2 separate regions of the Mus musculus genome follow, and region 2 is linked to region 1. The links are chromatin contacts, called in public Hi-C maps. All regions are on one chromosome and are shown on one strand. The core of a region is the stretch at or near the end of the contact, and the rest is flanking DNA. Distances in the headings are between cores, read along the strand shown.

Region 1 (5,890 bases), core at 2,262-4,761:
CAGAAAATAAAAACTTCTTTAAAAAAATTTGGATTTATTTTATGCATATAAGTGTTTTGCCTGCATGTTTATCTGTGCACCACATGCCTGGTGAACACAGAGGCCACAAGAGGATGGTAAAGCTGCCATGTGGATGTTGGTAATAGAATCTGAGTTCTCTGCAAGAGCAACTTTGCTTTTAACCATTGGGCCAATGCTCCATCTCAAAACACACAGTTCTGAGATTTATTCATAAAGATCTGAGACATATCTTTTCTACATGTAGAAAACATATTTGAAAACAACAGGTTTTAACATTGCTGAAGCAGAAAAGAAAAAATGAGAAGTGTCCTGTTGTTTTCATTTATTTGGTTCCATCAGTGCAAATTGTCCCAAACAATTGTGTTCCCTGGATGAGTAAATAGAGAGCTATGGAGATAGCATAAATCACTAATCTCCCTGAAATCCGGGGTAGTAATAAGGCCTACTGCCCTTAACTTAAATGATTCCTAGGCTGGAAAGCTCTGATACGCAGGCTTTGTGTCTTGTTTTTCTCGCCTACACATGCTTTCTTTTTACTGTGCTCCTGCCTACCTTTATGGGCTAGTGGCAACTGTCCTTGCAAACCTCAGTATAATTGATTCAAGTTTCCATTCTCTTATTTCATCATTCATCCACTGGTTTCTTGAGACAGCTCTTGGTATTTTAATAGTGTAGGTTATATCCTCTTGCTGTCTCCAGTGCTAGGATTACAGGCAGGCACGAGCAAGCACCATCATGCACAGCTCTTTTTCCTATTCTAATCTTCTGTTACAAATAGATCTTAGTGGGAAATCAGAGAGCCATTTAGATATGTGCGTAAACCAAAGAGTCAGGATTCACCGAACTCCCAGACTACAGAGTTCGTGACAGTTATTCTGATTATTTCATAGCCTTTTCTTGTTTCTGACCAGATTCTTTAAAGATTTCCATACAACATTATTTTGATTATATTCTTTCTCAACTTTGATCCTCAACTTTGTTTTTCTCATTCTTAGAAACAAACAACAAGAAAACATCCCGTCCTGGTCCCCCTACCCCCCTCGCAACCTAGTTCATTTTATGTTGGCCAACTCTTCCAAACTCTTCCAATGAGGTTTGCCCTGGAGAACTGTTGATACACCCAGGATCACTCCATTAAGAAAACTGATTTTATCTCTTCCAAATACTATCAGTTCCTGCTAGGTTCTTAACGATGGCTGATGTTAAATTCTACAGTTTCCTGAGATGCTCCATGCTTACCGCGACTGGCTAGGGAGGAGGCTGGATACAGTGGAAACAGCCCTGCTTTGTCCATTTTATACTGAGTTTTGTTTTAGATTCCATCTAACAAGATTTTTTTACTACTAAAACAATTTGAAAACCATTCTTAACAATCTGGCTTCTAGATGTATGTAGCTCAGTTGCATAGTTACACTTTAAAATGAAAAATTATAGTTATACTTTACAAGTATAGATATACTTTAAAATGAAAAAAAATCACCATAAGGTATATGGTGGTATATACCTTAATCCTAGCATTTGGGATTAAGAGTTTGATGTTAGCACTGGCTATACAGTAAGACGCCGTTATTAACAAACAAAAAATTTCAGAAACAACCAGCCAAAGAAACAAACAAAAAACCCCCTTTCATACTCCAAAAATAAATTCCATTTTTAAAAGGTACAAAAAAAAATATCACCTGAAGTAAAGGGATAAAATCCTCTTGTTCTAGATAGCTGCAGCTGGGCTTTGCCAGAAGCCAGATGAACTTGGCAGCATCGTCATGACGGTTACTTAGCAACCTACAAAAGAAACACTGGTTAGGAAGATCTGGTGCTCAGAACATACAATGACTACACACTTACAGGCTGGTAATTTTAGGCTGACTTGGGTGCTATTTAGATTAAGAATCAAATGTTCTTTGTCTTTTCATTTTCAGTGCTGGGAATTAAAGGGTAAGCTTTGTGCAAGTCCCCTACTACTGTTACCCCTGACCATGGCTTCCATGCTTCTGGTTTTTGTCAAAGGAGTGTCAATTACAGGATGGTGAACTTTTCTTCTGGGATGTTTTTGAGACCGAGACCATGGGGTGAAACTAACTGATAAAGGTAAATGTGTTATTAGGGAGAAGGCTCATTCAGTTAAGCCTCACGGGGCTTTAAACTCTGACTTTTAAAGAACAAGCTTCGGGACGAAGCCCTCTGTCACGTGTTCTGACTTTCTAGAATTCCTCACCTCCAACCATAGTTCCATAGACCCTGACAGAAAAGTCAAAGCACTGAAAAAGCAAAACAACTACTTTTTCCTGGACTTTGTTTTTTATGTTTGTTAGTTTTTGTAAAAATGGTGGTGCTAAGCCAGGCAGAGGTGGCACATGACTTTAATGCCAACACTTGGGAGGCAGAACTAGGGCAATCTTGGTGAGTTTGAGGCCAGCCTGGACTACAGAACTAGTTCCAGGACAGCTAGTTCCAGGACAGAAACCGTGTCTTGAAAACAAAACCCAGAACAATAACAATAGGGAAAAGGGTGCTACTCAGACTTTGTTTTCTGGGTTTGAAACTTTGGGGTCATTTAATTTTTTCTTATCATCTATATCTAATTATTAACTCCAGATTTTCTGATTTTCCTTCATTAATCAAATTGATTATTGAATGCAAACTGTATGTCAGGTATTTTATCTGGCCTTGAATGGGTTTGGATAAAAGAAAATGAGATAGTTTTATTCCCTATAAGGAATGTACAGTTCAGTGTTTGGTTTCCAACAGAATCATACGACTGTGGAACCACTGCGGTATTGAGTAATGAGTACAGCTGTCATGAAAGCACAGAGCAGGCCCGTGAGATTTCCAGCAGAGAAAAATAGGAAAGAAAGAAGTGTTGTGGTGAGGAGGGCCGCATGCACAGATGCCTGGTGAGAGAGTCATTACAGCGTCTGGGCAACACCCAGTGCAGAGCTCGTAAGAGGAGGGGAGAATTTAAGGTGCTTGTTCTAAATCCAGCCCAAAGGCACTCTGACAGCAGGGAAATGATTTCCTTATGCTTAGGACTTCACTATTCAACTTCAAATTCTATACAGCTCTCACTAACAGAGTAAGCCAGGATGCATGTGTCTATGTCAAAATATTGTAATTCTATATTATCACCTTCTAGTTATTCTTTGTGCTTGAATACTTTTTGGTCTTAAAATATGGTATCTTATATTGCAGCCCACACTATGCAGGAATTCATAGCAATCTTCTTACATCAGCTTTCAAAGTGCGGGGATTACAGGCATGAACCCTTATGCTTGGCTTAAACATTTTATATAAAATACTCAAACTGCTTGCTATGAAGGGTGAAAATCACAAAAAACTTCAAAAACTCAAATCCCATTCCTAGGGATGGTAACTCAAACCATCATTCACTCACTCAGTGTTCCTAAATACTCACCCTTGAGCCTGCCTTACAGAATCTGACTTTTAAATGGCATTTAAGAGGAGGTCCCACTAGAGGGCGCCCACACCATTTTAGTAACTGACAGTGTACACTCATTCAGTAGGACTTTCCCACCGAGGGATTGGAATGCTGCTGGTGCCCTGTAACTCCCTTGGTGAGCAGTTTCTGCAGACTTGCCCATCATGACTTTCTGTTCCTTTACTCTTCTGCAGAAGTTGCTTTCCCTCAGAGATGGCAGCTCATTTCAATGGATGGATGTGACTGCGGGGGCCATTACTGCTGTGCTGCTCTGTCTACCCTCTCAGAGACAGTCTCAATTAAAAGCTGGCTGCGACTTTCCCAGTAAACATGTAAATCTAACTAGACACAAGTTGTGCTTTGCTATAGTCAGCCTCCGTTACTCATGCTGTCCTGGAATATTAAAAATATAATATCAACAGATTCTGTTTAGATATGATATCTCTTCTGCTAGACTGTTTCCTATTTATTTTTAATCTCCAGTTTGTTTACAGTTTGCTCTTAATCAACACTCACATCTTGCCTTTTTCCTAGACTGCTAGGTAGTTTTTGGCTAACAATACTGAGCTCACTGACTAAAGAGGCCTCTGACAAGGGCCATGTGGGTTATTTAACCCTTTACATTCTAGTTCATGTTACAGATGAGGACTTCTCAGGGCCAGGCATCTACCTGGATAGATAGTTGAAAGAAGAAAGGAAGAGAGTTGAAGAAGCCCAATCATCTATAAATTTAAATTCTTAAATCTTACTACTGGTTTTTACTGGTTTTATATTCTAATTAAACCCAAAATTCTCAGTTCAAATTCTGATTTTGCTACTGGGAAAGGAGTAGACGAAGCTGAGTTCTCTGTGATGTTTGTCTGTTTTTATGAAAGTCTGTCTATAGCCCTGGCTGGCCTGGGACGTGTTATGTAGACTGTGATGGGGGTTCCTACTATTCAGGCCTTAGGATCTTTTCCTGTTCCGTGTTCTAGATTTGGAGACTACCAAGGGAGAAGTTGGGAGGCAGGGTAGAAATGATATAAATATAGTACTCATGTATAAAATTCTCAAAATAATTTTATTAAATAAGAAAAAAACCACCCCAAGGGCAAATGCTTTTTCCTCTGTCAGTGCATGCTGCTCATTAGTACTTTTTTTTTGTCTTTCCTTTCTTTGTGCTACTTCTGGTTTTTTGGGGGGGAGGGGTTAGAGACAGGGTTTCTCTGTATAGCCCCGGCTGTCCTGGAACTCACTCTGTAGACCAGGATGGCCTGGAACTCAGAAATTCGCCTGCCTCTGCCTCCCAAGTGCTGGGACTCAAGATGTGCACCACTAGCTTTGAAGAAGTCTCTTACTTTTCCTCTCGCTGTAGTGTTGTCCAGTTGGTGTAGATTCCCCTAAGGCTCTTCAATTCCTTGGTATCTGAACAACTCAGAACCAATCCAGAAATACACTGGGACAATAGGAAGTACTTGTAACCTTTGGCTTGGGTGGAGTTCTGTAAAGAAGTATACTAACTGATAGTGTCTTGCATACCCTTACCACTTCAGTCCTAATACAATAAAGAATGTGATTTACTGTTGGAAATTTTAAGACCAGGAATGCATTTATTAATCATTTGTTTTCAAATATCACAACTAAGATCCTTTGAGGAGTATGAAGGAATTAGAAGGATCCTCTAAGTTTAATTCTACTGATATTATGTGTGTGTTTTAAATAGTAAGTAAATAGTATTTCCATTTTACTAGGAGGAAAGGTATGTAGGCCAGAAAAAGCAAGAAGAATATGTACAAAGAAGGCTTATTAGTTAAAAGGGGAGATTGACTGTGCTGGCTAGACTTATGTTAGACACAGAAACTAGAGTCATCTGAAAGGAGGGAACCTTGATGGAGAAGAGGACTCCACAAGGTCCAGCTGTAAGGCATTTTCCATGTAAGGCCCAGCCCACTGTGGGTGGTTCCATTCCTAGGCTGGTGGTCCTGGGTTCTATCAGAAAGCAGATTGAGCAATCCATGGAGAGCAAGCCAGTAAGGAGTACCCCTCCACGGTCTCTGCATTAGCTCCTGTCCCCAGGTTCCTGCCCTGCTTGAGTTCTTAACTTCCTTCTATGATGAATAGCAGTATGGACCTTTCCTCCCCAAATTGCTTTTTAGTTATGGTGTTTCATCACAGCAGTAGAAACCCTAACTAAGTCACTGGCTCTAAGCTCCTAAATTAGCAGTTCTTAGTCTGTGGGTCAGGACTACTTTGTGTGCTTGTGGAAGTCACATATTAGATATCCTGCATATTAGATATTTATATTATGGTTCATAACAGTAGCAAAATAAGTTATGACATAGCACTGAAATAATTTTATGACTGGAGGTCAACAAAACTCAAAGAACTGTATTCAAAGGTCACAACATTAGAAAGGTTGAGAACCGACTCTCCTATGTAGTGTTTTAAGAAATA
Region 2 (6,702 bases), core at 2,456-4,955, 320 kb after region 1:
AATAAAATGCATGGGTAATATAATTCCCATCGCTGTGACAACCAAATAACATGTCTACAAATGGCCATACTATCCCAAGGGGATTGGCACCAGTTCTGGTTGTGAATCACTGTGTTTACTGTCCTGGATAGAAAGCAGCAAGGAGCTATGGTCTGTGCAGGACACTCAGTGGAATATGCCCATTACCAAGTCCTCAGTATCTGCAGAACACAGTGGGGTATATGTATGCATATGAGGGGTGCCAGAGGAGATGCCAAACAGAATGTCTTCAGCATCATTGTGAAATGGAGGGATCAAGGGATGTTGGACAGTTACTGAGTGAGAAACCAGACCCGTTGGGGCCCAGTATCGAAAGAATGAATGGCCCAGCCTTGAGAAGCATGGTCATGGAGTATCACATATGTTCTTTTTTTTTTTTTCCATTGCTGTGACAAAGTAGTTGGCAAAAAGCAACTTAAGGAAGGAGAGGTTGATTTTGGCTCATAGGTTTAGGGGGTTCAGTCCATCAAGGCGGTCTGGTAGTGAGAGAGGCTCCAGCTGTGCTGATCAAGAGGCACCGGGTCACCTTGCATCTGTAAATGGGAAGCAAAAAGAGGTGAATGCTAGCACTACTTTTTCTCTTCCTGTTCAGCCCAGGACCCTAGCCTATGGGATAACACCACTAGTGTCCAAGGTGGATCTTCCTTCACCAGTTAATTCCTCTGGCTTCACACTCAGACACCCCAGGAGATGTGTGTCTGAGTGACTGCAAATACAGGCAAGTTGACAAGAAAGGTTAATCATTACAAGTGTCGTCACCACCCAAGTTGGCGTAAGGGGCATCTCAGTGGATAGCACAGGCATTGGCGAGGTGCCTCAGCCCTACTCTGTCAGAAGCTTCGTGGGAACTCAGTTTCTTTAACTTACTTCTGGAGACTTACTGAGACCAGTTTTCATATTCTGAAGATGCACACACACACACACACACACACACACACACGTACACGCATGCACACAGAGAGCGGGGAGAGAGGGAGAGGAAGATGGAGGGGGAGAGAACGTATACTATCATTGGTGAATATATAAGAATCATTAAAAATAGAACACTTGGTCAGGAGCTCAGGCCGTGGCGCTGTATCTGACGTCTGCTTTATGGCTGACTCACCCAGGGCCTTTCTCTGTCACACATACGTTCATTCACTGGGTAGATGTATGTACGTATGTATGGCTGGCTGGATGGCTGGCTGGGTTTCAAGAAGCCTTTAACCACCTAGAAAAGTTACCAAGAGCAAATAAGAAGGAATTAATGATCACAATCCAACTCCTATAAATATAGTCTACATGCAATTAGTAGTTTACATTTCACCCATCTGTATAATGAAATATACTCAGTTCATTCACAGGGTGATTAAATTACTTTTGGAGGAACTTTTTCAGCTTCAAGTACCGATCAAAGAACCCTTAAGTTGTAATTAGATGAGGCAGAAGCCATTGAGCCTGCAGGAAATCTATTTACCCCATCTGGTCACTGGATGATGAAAATTAGCTGTTCCTGATATGACTTTTGTGATAATAATTAGCAACTATGATGCAGGACCTGGGGAGGTCTATCAATTTTTCCAATTTGTGGAGTTTGGTAAAGTAAAATTGAGACTGTGAGAGGGCTGGGTGTGTGGTGCTGTCTGTAACTCCAGTATCTGGGAGGCTGATCTTGAACTCGAGGCTCCCAGAGCTGCATGGAAGACCCAAGGACTCAAAGAAAGAAAACTTATACAGTATTAGAATGATATATATGATATATACCCTTGGGGTGGGGAAGGCTTTCTAAAACGAGCCACAGAGCATTATAACTTCAAGAGGAAAACATTGACATATTTAATGAAATAGTTATTTAAAAACTTTAAATGTTGTATGTTAAAATGTTAAAAGTCAAATATTGAAAGATGCACACATGGATACATGCCCACCCCATCTCTCTCTCTCTCTCTCTCTCTCTCTCTCACACACACACACACACACACACACACACACACACACACACACACACACACACAATATTTGTAAAGAGCAAAAAGAAAAGGGCTCTTAGTCATTAAAAAAGAATACAAAGACAAAAGCCACACCTGTGCAAGCAAAAATGAGAAGCAAACATTTGAAAAGATGGATAGCCTTGTTGGAATCAGAAAAATGCAAATTGAATAAATGCAATGCCATCAATGGAATGGCAAAACAAAGCAAGAAAGATTTCCAAGGCTTATATGGGTGTGTGGATGCTTCTTTGTCTACTGTTTGTAAAATGTGAATAGTTATACATTGGGGAGAAATTTTACATACATACATACATACATACATACATACATACATACATACACACATAGACACACACACACACACATGCACACATGCACATATTCTTTAACCTGATAATCAGTGTAATAAAGATGCTGAACTCTATGAAGCACACAACACAAGGTAGCAGTTGTAGTAGTGAGTGGGAACACTCAGATGGCCAGTTAGGCTTGCACATGCCCATCACTTCATGGTGACTGAGTAACTACATTTATAGTGGAGAATAGGAAGATATTATAAATCTACTTAAAAAGAATGGCTTGGGTTTATATTACTGGCTTGAAAGCATCTACATTACAGAGGAAATGAATTGAATATTGTTGATATTCAGAAGAAGTAATGAAGACAAACACCCCAGGCTACTGACATTGGTTATATTAGAGCAGGGGTGAGATAGAGAGCAGGAGGAAGCTATTGATTGAATATTTAATGCATTTATGCTTTGTTGGATTGTCATAGATAGTATATTTATGACCAATAATTTAATTGGAGTATAAGAGAAGTTACAAAAAGTGTGTGTGTGTGTGGGGGGGGGGGAGTATTGAGGAGAAGGGAGAAAGAAAAGAAATGGAAAGAGAAAAGAAAGAGTGTTCATTGGCCCTTTAGCCAGCTGTGGTGTTCACAGCTGCAACCCTAGCTAAGAACTGTGGTGAGTTTGACTCCACCTTGGACTGCATTGTGGTTTCCAGCTCAGTATGGACTACAGTATAAAAGATTTTGTCTTAAGCAATCCCAAACCAATCTCATTTTTGACTCCAGACTTCACTGAAGAAAACCAAAGCAAATTTTCCAGCCACAGTCAAAAGCTTGAGTAACAGCACTCGAGGCTTACAGAAATGCTGCCGTGGAGTTTGTGGTCTTCAGTCTGACAGTGATTTTCTTGTGAGTCATGGATGCGGTCTTTTTGGGTCAGTGTTCCCTGGGATGGTAGTTAGCCTTTTGCTAGTCTCTTGAAGAATTTGTGCCTTCCATTTTTGTTTTACGTCTTAAGAGTCTTGCTTGTTAGAGGATTATGTGAGATCTTGATTGTACGAAAGAAAATAAAATAGACGATAAGACAGACTGAGAACGGGGGAAATAACAACTATCATTTGTGTCTGTTGGTAATCTGAAGGTTGCTGTACTTCATCTTCAGATGGAGAGAGTCATGAAAGATTGATTTAACCACATTCCTCTTAAGGTCAGAGGGGTTGAGACAATCATTTGCTCTGCCGGGCTCTTCCTAGGCTCCCAGATCCTCTTATTTATTTCTCTCTACTCCTGAGCCAACCGTTGGGCTGCTATAGAGCCTTCCAGTCGGTTCCCAGAGTCTGAAGCCATTTTCAACAACACCATCCATCTCTTCCCCCTGCAAGTGGCATTATCTCCACATCCTTAGTGATGAGTCATCTCCTCCCTCTTTTTATCACTCTATGCTGCACACGTGTGGTTCCCAACACCCTGATAATGTTCTTGCTGGTTTCTCCCAACGTGAAATAACAGATAACCATGTTCCCTGTGCTGCCGATGGCCTCATTGTGCACCCAGATAACCAGGAAAGGGTATCCAGTCTCCTTGCTGGCTGTGATTAAGATCTCCCTGGCAAAGATACAAGTGAGATTGCTTTTATAAAATAATATCGGAGCTCATCTCATTTTACTCGGCTCAAATAGCAGCTAGCATCGTTTCTTGGGGCCCTCCCCTCTTCCAATCTGTACCGGCTTTTCAAACACGTATGCCGCCACCTGCCCTGCTAGTGAGATAAGAATAAAAGTATTAGATGGCATATTAAATTGTGCAGCGTTTTTCATATTACTCATACAAATGAGATAACAGCTGCAGGATAGTTTGTTTCGTTCTTGGCAGAACTCCCAATCGTGGTGCTGTTGAAACAAGGCTAGCCTGACATCTCCGTGGTGTGGGCACATGTTTGTGGCTCTCATTCAGCAGTGTCAGGAGGCTCCTTTCCCCACAGTTCCCCTGCTCGGCCTGCTCAAGGTGAATTAATAAGGGATACATCCTTTCTTTCCAACAGAATTGAGGCTTGATGTGACGATAACTAAATGGAGTAACCCACAGAGTTTTCCCCATGTTTTAGTTAGCAAAATCCTGCCTTTTAATGAGATTTTTTTTGTTGCGTCCAAGTAGCATCAGTAATATTACCTAATATTTACATTTAAATTAATTTTAATGACCCGTTTTAGCCCTATTTTAACTAATACTGAAAGAACCACAAGGCTGTTTTTGTTTGATATCTAATTAACACTGATGTGATTATAGCCATTAATATTATTTTCTGTGCATCACAGAGAAAATAATTTCCACATGTTTTCATTTAGAAATACCAGAAGAGTAGTTCTCACTAGAGTGTACACTGCAAGAATAGTTTGTTGTCAGCTGTATTTGAGGGAGGGGTGGCTCTGTGTTCAAAGAAGTTGTGAAGGATAATCTGGACGTTAACAAAACTTAGAAAAGAGCTATTGAAGAGGAATAAGGAGTGTTGTTCATTCCAGCCAGGCTTCCATGAGGACAAAGGAGCCAAGGATGTCTTGTCACTTTTGTCAGTAGGATCTGGGGCGAGAGAGATGGCTGAATACTGGGTGTGACCCTGGGCCTTGGTACACATGACAACAAGATGTTCTAGGTTCTTGACACTCACTCCACAGCAAGTGCTAATCTGGGGTCTGACCAGAATTTCGAAGGAGAGGAAAGGATGGCAGAAAATGTCAGGTGCCAAGTGTAGCATAGTTCGACTTCTCACCTAGACCACTGACTGTGTCTGCCTCAGTGAAGTGCCTTGAGTATGAAAGAGTTTTACCTGCACACACAAAGCCAGAAAATAATCAAATAAATAAGGCTGAGGATGTGGGGCTAAAATGCTGTGCTTTACAGGTAGCAGAGGCCCCTGACAGCTGTCGAAGAGACTTCTGCTTCAGACTTCTGCAGTAGCTTAAAATCCTAGGCTTCTGAGAGATCTTAAGAACAATATTAACCTCTTCCTTCCCTCTCAGTCTCTAGCTCTACACTGGAGGTGATGACCTGGCTAGCTCCATTACCATAAACCATTAGCGTTTTAGCATCCTACAATTGGGTTGACCGTCTCAAACATGGCTCCAGATGCTTTAACCATGTGGCTGGCGTCTTCTTCCGGAATCCTGGGTGCGTATGGAGCTGTGTAAGACACATGGTGGGTGATAGGCAGGCAGACAGGAAGGAGTTAATCTCCCAGTCAACCATGATTTAGTGGGGGCCTGCCAAACCTCAAGGCTGAGTCTGGGAGCACCATGAGGGAGCAGTTAATCAGATTTCCATGTCCAGGTGTGGATGGCTTGACTGGTGACCAACGATTGAACCAACTGTCCGGGACCAGCTCATGTGTACTAGTCCAGGCCCAGGAGACAACCATCAATTCTTTTTCATCCTTTAATCCACACATGCATGCTACTAACAACAACACAGCAAAAGCGAGTAGGGACTGTTATCGTATTCTGCCTTGAGAAAGCAGGAAGTTACCCCAGTGTTTGGGAAGCATTTTGCTCAGTCCAGATACTGACTGGCTCACATCTCTCCAAGTTAGCTTTTGTCTCCATCCTGTATACCCATTAGTCTTAATTTCCACAAGGCTGCTCATTGCTTTGATCTCTAGAACTCACCGGTTGTACCTGTGGCCATTGGCCACCTCCCTAGCTCTCTCTGTGTCTGATTCTGCCATGGTTCCTTCTTCTTCATTAATAGAAGCAGAAGAAGTATTTAAGGAGTATACACTTTTGGATTGAGTTCAATGGAGTAGTCTTCCTTCTGACATCTTAAACCTAAACCGTTCCTTTTTCTCTGCCTACTAAAGCAGAGGCAGGGGAAGGAAGAAAGAAAGAAACAAGAGGGGAAGAAGAAAGAAGACATGTCTTTATTTTTCACTGGTGTTCAATATCCTCCCAATTAAGAACAAAAGTTGGGCGACTGGGAGATGTCTCAGGGGTAACGAGTTTGCTGTATAAAAATGAGGACCTGGGTTTGCATAATTAACCCTACACGAAAAGCTAGGTGTGGCATTGCATGTCTGCACTTTCTGTACTGGGGAGGAGGAGATGAGGGTCTCTGGGGTTTGCTGACTAGGTGGTCTAGGAAATGAGGAAGCTCTATGTTTAATAAGAGAAGAATCTGTCTGAAAAAAAATAAAAGAAAGAAAAGAAAAAGAAGGTGTCAGATAAGGCCATTATCTTACATCAATGGGAGGGATGAGGCCCTTGGTCCTATGGAGGCTTGATGCCCCAGCATAGGGGGATGCTGGAGCAGTGAGGCAGGAGTGGGTGAGTGGGTGGAGGAGCACCCTCATAGAAGCAAAGAGGAGTGGGGAGAGGGATGATGAGATGGGTTTTGGACGGGTAACCAGGAAGG

The links. Hi-C and Micro-C count contacts between places; a contact is called where the count stands out from the background.
Region 2: a contact with region 1 is called in a Hi-C map of myocytes, with 4 times the contacts expected there. The contact joins two enhancer-like sites. A contact is called at or near these places in 8 of 484 Hi-C or Micro-C datasets (the N1E-115 cell line, adipose-derived mesenchymal stem cells, muscle stem cells and 5 more).

What each region holds. Positions count from the first base shown.
Region 1 is chr9:101,178,635-101,184,524 of GRCm38.p6, forward strand. Ppp2r3a (protein phosphatase 2, regulatory subunit B'', alpha) reads right to left here. Exons shown (of 14, transcript NM_001161362.3): 5 at 1,701-1,803. Among named protein-coding and RNA genes, the nearest start is that of Gm24338, 41 kb to the right of the region's middle. Within about 2 kb of position 3,512, at least 48 of the 459 cell types and tissues checked have an H3K27ac peak or open chromatin away from gene starts, as enhancers often do. A contact at or near this core is called in muscle stem cells and myocytes, where this site is marked.
Region 2 is chr9:101,498,141-101,504,842 of GRCm38.p6, forward strand. No RefSeq gene overlaps it. Among named protein-coding and RNA genes, the nearest start is that of Gm24638, 110 kb to the left of the region's middle. Within about 2 kb of position 3,706, at least 19 of the 459 cell types and tissues checked have an H3K27ac peak or open chromatin away from gene starts, as enhancers often do. A contact at or near this core is called in muscle stem cells and myocytes, where this site is marked.